Regions from separate parts of the Sus scrofa genome. Here region 2 is linked to region 1. The links are chromatin contacts, called in public HiChIP or PLAC-seq maps. All regions are on one chromosome and are shown on one strand. Each heading gives the region's core, a stretch centred on a gene start, on an enhancer-like site or on the middle of the called end of the contact. The rest is flanking DNA. Distances are from core to core; before and after follow the strand shown. Region 1 overlaps MOB3A (MOB kinase activator 3A). Region 2 overlaps MIDN (midnolin).

The links. HiChIP or PLAC-seq counts read pairs in DNA pulled down with a chosen protein or histone mark.
Region 2: an H3K27ac HiChIP or PLAC-seq map of alveolar macrophages shows a contact between it and region 1. The contact joins two enhancer-like sites. A contact is called at or near these places in 1 of 5 promoter capture datasets (fetal liver) and 1 of 2 datasets of contacts at active chromatin or transcription factors (alveolar macrophages).

Annotation. Positions count from the first base shown.
Region 1 is chr2:76,479,842-76,483,196 of Sscrofa11.1, forward strand. MOB3A (MOB kinase activator 3A) reads left to right here. Exons shown (of 5, transcript XM_021084201.1): 2 at 1,404-1,501. Among named protein-coding and RNA genes, the nearest start is that of MOB3A, 6.1 kb to the left of the region's middle. Within about 2 kb of position 1,555, at least 22 of the 83 cell types and tissues checked have an H3K27ac peak or open chromatin away from gene starts, as enhancers often do. A contact at or near this core is called in alveolar macrophages and fetal liver, where this site is marked.
Region 2 is chr2:77,206,864-77,210,218 of Sscrofa11.1, forward strand. It overlaps MIDN (midnolin), which reads right to left. Exons shown (of 9, transcript XM_021084261.1): 3 at 3,274-3,355; 4 at 3,022-3,084; 5 at 855-983; 6 at 460-771; 7 at 118-262. Among named protein-coding and RNA genes, the nearest start is that of MIDN, 4.7 kb to the right of the region's middle. Within about 2 kb of position 1,833, at least 48 of the 83 cell types and tissues checked have an H3K27ac peak or open chromatin away from gene starts, as enhancers often do. A contact at or near this core is called in alveolar macrophages and fetal liver, where this site is marked.

The sequences.
Region 1 (3,355 bases), core at 305-2,804:
CCACCTCTTATCTGCTGTGGGTTCAGGACTCTCAGAGGCCCTGAGAGGGTCTTTCCTGCCTCTCCCAGCTTCTGGTGTGCCTGGCAATCCTGGTCTGCCCTTGGGTCACAGACGGATCCCTATCTCTCCGCCTCCATCACATGGCTGTCTCCTTTCGTCTGTGTCCAGGTCTCCCTCTTCTTAGAAGGATGGCAGTCAATGGCTGAGGGCCCAGCCTCTTCCAGCGTGACCTCATCCTAATTATATCAGCAAGGACCCCATTTCCCAGCACGGTCCATTCACAGGTGTCAGGGGTGAAGACTTGAACATGTCTTTTTAGGGAATGTGAAGTGGCCCTTTTATAAAAGGGGGATAGGAAATAACTGCTTCTGGGCACAGGGTTTCTTTGTGCAGTGCTGAGGTTGTTCTGGACTTAGTGGTGACGGCTGCATGCTCTATGAGTTTACTGAAAACCATTGAATTGTATACTTTAAAAGGGTGGACTTTGGAGTTCCCGCTGTGTCAAGCAGGTTAATGATCCAGCTTGTCTTTCTGGAAGTGCTGATTCAATCCCCAGCCCAGCGCATCATAGTGGGTTAGGGAGCCAACATGGTTGCAGCTGTGTCGCAGGTCACAGCTCTGGCTTGAATTTAGTTCCTGGCCCGAGAACTCCCATATGCCATGGGTGTGGCAAAAAGAAGGAAAAAAGTATGTTATTATATCTGAATTGACTTTTATTTATAAAAAAAAAAAAAAAAAAAACCACAGGAGTTCTTATAATGGCACAGTGGAAATGAATCCGACCAGGAACCATGAGGTTGTGGGTTCGATCCCTGGCCTCACTTAGTGGTTTAAGGATCCAGCGTTGCCGTAGGTCGCAGATGTGGCTCAGATCCCACGTTGCTGCGGCTGTGGTGGAGGCCGGCAGCTACAGCTCAGAGTAGTTCCCTAGCCTGAGAATCTCCATATGCCGTGAGTGCGGCCCTAAAAAGACAAAAAAAAACCCAAAACATGTAGATGGTGGAAGATAGCTCGGGGCGCAAAGGGCTTTGACAGGACAGATCCAGGGCTCCGAGCTTCCCACAGCCAGACACTCTGGCTGCCAGGCCAGGGGCCAGGGTTCACTCGGCCATCCAGAGCATGCGGGACTGACGTCTGGGGTTGGGGCCCATCCCTGCAGCAGCAATGGCAATGTCAGTGGCCCAGGCAGGATGTGGAGGCACCGGAAGGAAGTGGCAACTGGGCTGAGGTGCAGCAGCTCACTCAAGGCGGTTGCTCACAGGAACTGTGTTTTGTTATGTTTTCAGCAAAATGCAGGGGCGGGGTGGGGGGTGGCAGTGAGTGCATGCTGAGGCAGGGGAATTTTGTCATCTTAACTTTTGTCACTCTAGGAGTTTCTCAGTACTACACGCATCTCTCTTCAGGAAGAAGCAGGGGAGCCCTTAGTGCTGAATTCCGAGAAGCCTGTCCTGGTTTTCCCCACGCGGTCCTTAGAGGTGTTCTAAGAAGGGCAGAGAAAAAGGTACCTGGGACGGCGGTGGGGTGTGTGTGTGTGTGTGTGTGTGCACGAGAGTGTATCCCAGGGGCCCTGGCCTCCTGTAGCGCTTCTCAAGGAAGAGGCACCTTCCGGTAGCTGTGGGAGTCTGTGTTTCTGCTAGAAAGCTGTTTGCTTTTGGCGGGAACTCTGCCCACCCAGGAAGTTTTTCAGAAAATCATTGCTCCTACTTAAAAAAAAAATTCTGGGAGTTCCCGTCGTGGCGCAGTGGTTAATGAATCCGACTAGGAACTATGAGGTTGTGGGTTCGGTCCCTGCCCCTGCTCAGTGGGTTAATGATCCGGTGTTGCCGTGAGCTGTGGTGTAGGTTGCAGATGCGGCTTGGATCCCGCGTTGCTGTGGCTCTGGCGTAGGCCAGTGGCTACAGCTCCAATTTGACCCCTAGCCTGGGTCCATATGCCGCGGGAGCGGCCCAAAGAAATAGCAAAAAGACAAAAAAAAAAAAATTTCTCCCACTTTCTGAGGAGACAGAAAGGCAGGCAGGAACCTTACACACTCCTTCCACAGTCCCACCCTATCTTCCAGAACTGTCCAGGCCTGGGTCTGCTCCATGGCAGGAAGGGCTGGAGACAGACACGGGGTCAGCCGGGCCAGTGGGCCTTGTGTCCTCTCCCTGAGGCCCTCCCCGCCACTCCGCTCCTGTCTGGCAGGTCTCAGGTCCCCAGGTGACATCGTCAGCTATTAGAGTCCCACCCCTGGGGAAGACTCAAATAAGTAGAAGGCAGTGTTTTCTTGGTGTTGTGATTCCCCTGAGGTTAGGAGACTGGCTGCAGGGTGGACAAGGAACTTGGATGGGCGGGATACGCAGAAGCAGCTTTGGGGGCTCCATGGCCGGCCCTGCCCCACGTTGGCTGGACAGGAGTGTGACACCCACTTCGTCATCTCCTTGCCAGAGTATGGTTGTGCCGCCAGGTGGTGGGCGCAGGAGAGGTTGGCTGGCTTCTCCAACTGGTCCCCACAGGGTGACTGTCCCCTGATCTGCACCTGGAGTGGCCTGAGAGCCACTATGTCTGCAGATTCATCACATGGGCAGGTCACGACCCCTTGGGCATTTGGCAGCCATGGGCGGGGCCACAGGGTTCCCACCTGGCGTGAGAAGCACACATGCCCTGGTACAAGGGTCCTGGCTGCCTAGCCCAGGGGACGCGGCTGGTCCCTTCTGAGAGAGGGGTGGGGCAGGTGGTCTCTTTTAACCAGTGTCTCCTGGGGGTTCCGAGGCTGAGCTCACCTGGTCTTCCACGTCAGGGCCTTGGTGGCTGCATCCTGTACTCTGCTGCTTTCCCTTCTCGGAGGTACCAGCTTCCTGCCCACCAGGACTTGGGCACCCAGAGCCATGTCTGCGCCCCCCTAAAACCAGGGAGGGTCTGAACCGGAAGCACCTGTACTGGCTCCGTAGGCATCTGGTTCTGGCTTTGGGATCAGACTCATGGAAGCCCAAAGAACAGAGAGGTGGGGCTGTGGAGGCTGGTGACACAGCAGAAATAACCAAGGCTTTGCCCCCATAGTCTGGGTATAAACTCTTGCTATTCCTGTGGCCACATGCGAGGCTGAACAGTGACTTACTAATCACTAGCTAGTTAGTAGTGAGTCATGCATGATCTTATAACCCAATGGTTCTTCCCTGGGGAAGTCCTGCCCCTAGGGGATGCTGGAAAATATCTGGGGATATCTGTGCTTGTCATCACCACTGGGGGTGCCAGTGGCATCAAGGGGGTGGGGGTTGGGGCTGCTGCTCCACACTCGACAGCACCCCAGACAACCCCCATGTCAGCAGTGCTGGGTCTGGGCCTCAGTCTTCCCATCTGTGAAGTGGGGGTTCCG
Region 2 (3,355 bases), core at 583-3,082, 730 kb after region 1:
TAGGTGGCCTACCATATGGCCATGAGTGTGCATAGAGAGGCTGGGGAGAACCCATCATGTCCTATTCCTGGCGTGTGTGCACGTTGACTGCTCGTGGGGACACACCGGGACACCTACCAGAGAAGGTCCCTGAGAAGACCCCCGGGGCATGGTTCACGAAGCTCTCGATGACTGCTCCAGGTTTGCGGGAGCGAGAAGTGGGGCTACCCCCGGCGGGGGACGTGGGGCTGGCACCAGCGCTGGCAGGGGGGGAACAGTCCATCTGCTGATGGGGGAGGGGGCACATGAGCTCAGGGTGCAAGGGTAGCCTTTGGGGTTCAGGGTCAAGGGATCACCCACCATACCAGCACCAGCCCAGGGTGTGGGGAGGGCGCTGGATACAAAAGACGTGTCTGAGGCTCTGACATTCCCCCAGCGTCCCCCTACCCAGAGTCCTCCCAAGACCTTCCCCAGACTTACCTCAGGGCAGGTGGTAGAGGCTGAGTGGGAGCGGAAGGAACCAGCTGTGACAGATGAGGATGCAGGGGTAGGACTACTGGGCACTGGGGGCACACGGGCGGCGCTGGAGACTGGCCGGCAGGGAGAGGATACAGGGGTGGTGGTCATGCTGGGGTCCCCACGGGCGGCAGCAGCGGCAGCAGCGGCGGCCAGCACATGGCGGTGCTGCAGTGGGGCGTGCTGGGCTGCGAGCTGCAGCTGGACGAACATCATGTGGTCACCCACACGCAGTGCCAGGGTCAGTGGCGAGCGGCCCGACAAGAAGTCACTGACCTGCAGAGAGCGGCCTGTCAACCCAGAGCCCCAGCCTGCAGTGCCCCCAGCCCGACCCGGCCCAGCCCCCCGAGCTGCGTGACCTGGGGCCTCTCGCCGCCCCTCTCTGGGCTCTGGGGTCCCTGTCGGTGCCACGGATGCTTAAATAAAATGAATCGGTATTTCCGGAAGCTGCCTCCGCCAGCCCTGCCCCGGCTGGGCGCTGCTGGGGGCTGTGGGGGGACAGAGGCGGATGAGACAGGGGCCTGGCCCTCCCTGGCCAGCTTGGTACTTTCAAGGGGAAACTGAGGCCAGAGGGGGCGGGGCCCAGCCAGCGGTCACTGCTCTCAAGTAACCTTCAGATCACACCTCTTCCCCACCCTCAGGCCCCCAAATTCTCTCCATCTGTGAACACTGGAGGGGCCTATCCCAGGCCCCCTCTCAACCAAGCCACTTGGGCAGCGAGTGGGCGGAATTCCTGGACAAATTCTTGTCCTAACCTTTGCTTTCTCAAGATAAATATTTATCTATGCTGGGCGGGGCAGAGGCCAAGGGGGAGGTGTTGCCTCTGCCAGCCACAGCAGGGGGGGTTGTGGGGGGCCCAAGCCCCCTCAGGGCCTCAACACAGCTCGGGCAAGCATGAACCTCAAATCTAGCACCCCCTTTTCAGAGTGGGCGAGCAGCGCATCTGCCCCCCCCATCTGCACTGGACCCTTCTTTGGGGCCTGGCCAGCGCTCTGCTCTCCCCAGGGGCCGGGATGGGGCAGGGGGTGGAGGTTTCTGAGAAGTGACACAGGCCGGGATGACTCAGAACCACCTCCTCCCTGCTCTCTGCTGGCAGCGGCTGGCGTAACCTTCTCTGCTTGGGGGCCGTGGGGAGGAGGCGAAGGAGGCGGACAGTATGCAGCCCCCACCCCACAGCCCCTCTCTGCACACACCCTCCCCCAGTGCCAGAGCCACCCTTTGCAGGAAGGGACTGGGGTGGCTTCCGAAGAGCAGCTGGGGTGTCCCCCCTCCACTCCACCCTGCAACTTCCTCCCTGGGGAGGGTGAACAGGCAGGCATGACTCGGTGCCAGGCGGGGAAGTAGTTCTGGGAGCCCAGTCACTCCGCCCAGCGCCTCCCCATCTCCCTCCTGACGCAGGCACCCTGGGGCGGATGTGAACCAAACACGCCCCTGGGGCCCCCTGCCAACCACAGCCCCCCCCCCCCCCAGTAACAGGGAGCTCAGTTCACATCTGCCCCAGGAGATCATAGACAATCCTCAGCAGGCTTCTGGGACCCCAGCTCTCCCCCCACCGCACTGCCCCTCCTGATGGTGGACCACCCAGCTCCTGGCCCCCTCCTCCTCCAGGCTAGCTAGCTGCAGAGGGCAGGATGCTACATGTCGGGGAGGGGGCGAGGGCCTCAGGGCAGGAGGAAGGGAAGCGGCTGAGCAGGTTCCTGAGGCCGGGGGCCGGCCCAGCCCAGCCCAGCTGGGGAGGCTGGGGACCTGCCACCCCCACCCTGGCAGCAGGCGGATAGCTGAGACCTGTGTCACCCTCCTGGGAGGAGGGCCCCTGCTGCCAGAAAAATGAGGAAAGAAGGGGGGAAAAAAAAAAGCTGCAACCCAACCGGGAACCCAGTGTGGGCCAGCCCCCAGCCTTCCTCTTCATGGCCCTCCCGGATGCTTACTAAATATTTTCCTAACATCCTGTCTGGGCTGTGCTGGCCCCTGGGCTGGACGCCCCCTCCCCCTTCCCCATTTGGGGCAGAGAACAAAAGCTGGAGGGAGGAGGGAGGGGGTGACTCCCCACCCCTCACAAGGGGGTCATGGAAGGAGTCTCAAGACTGGTCTTCCCCCCCCCACCCGCCATCAGAAATGTTAAAAAGGCTGCTCTGGGGAAACCACATTGGCTGGGGTGGGTGGGGTGGGGGGAGTTCCTCCGCAAAGCAGGTGGGGCTGAGGATGCAGGCCCCAGTGGTGTGGGAGTGGTGTGGGAGTGCTGGCCAAGGTCACCCTGCAGGCAGGCTTGTGAAAGCTCGCCCCCCTCCCCCATGGTGGCCACTGTGGGAGAGAAGGCTCTCAAGGTCAGGTGGTGAGTGCTGGGGTTGGGGGGGGGGAGGAAGAGGAAGCTGGGTGACCAGGCCAAGCTGGCACGAAGATGGGGCGGCAGGTCCTCTCCCCTCCCCACGGGCCTCCTGAGAGCACAAACAACCCCTGGGCTCTCCCGAGTGGCCAGGCACTTGGGCCTGCAGTCCCCAAGGGCTAGAAGGGGCCATAGGGTCTTACCTGCGTCTCCGTCAAGCTCTCGAGGGCCTGCATCACAGACTGTTCTGGCCTGGAGGCCTGGGACTACAGAGAGGAAGGAGAGGAGACCCTGAGGGTGGGCTGGAGCACAGGGCTGTGGGCGGCCCTGATTGCTGGGTGGGGTAGGCAGCCCTGCGGGGGAAGGGGTCCAGTGTGCAATGGGGACTGTGCCCGTAGGAGAGGGGGGTGCCTGCCGGTGTGGGGCCTTGGGGGCACACTGCCCTAGCCATTTACCATGAGGCCCGCCTCCACGGTGGGCACGAGCGTCAGCTTGCTGCCATCCCCCACGCCGAACTCCTGCAGCTTCCCCGAACTG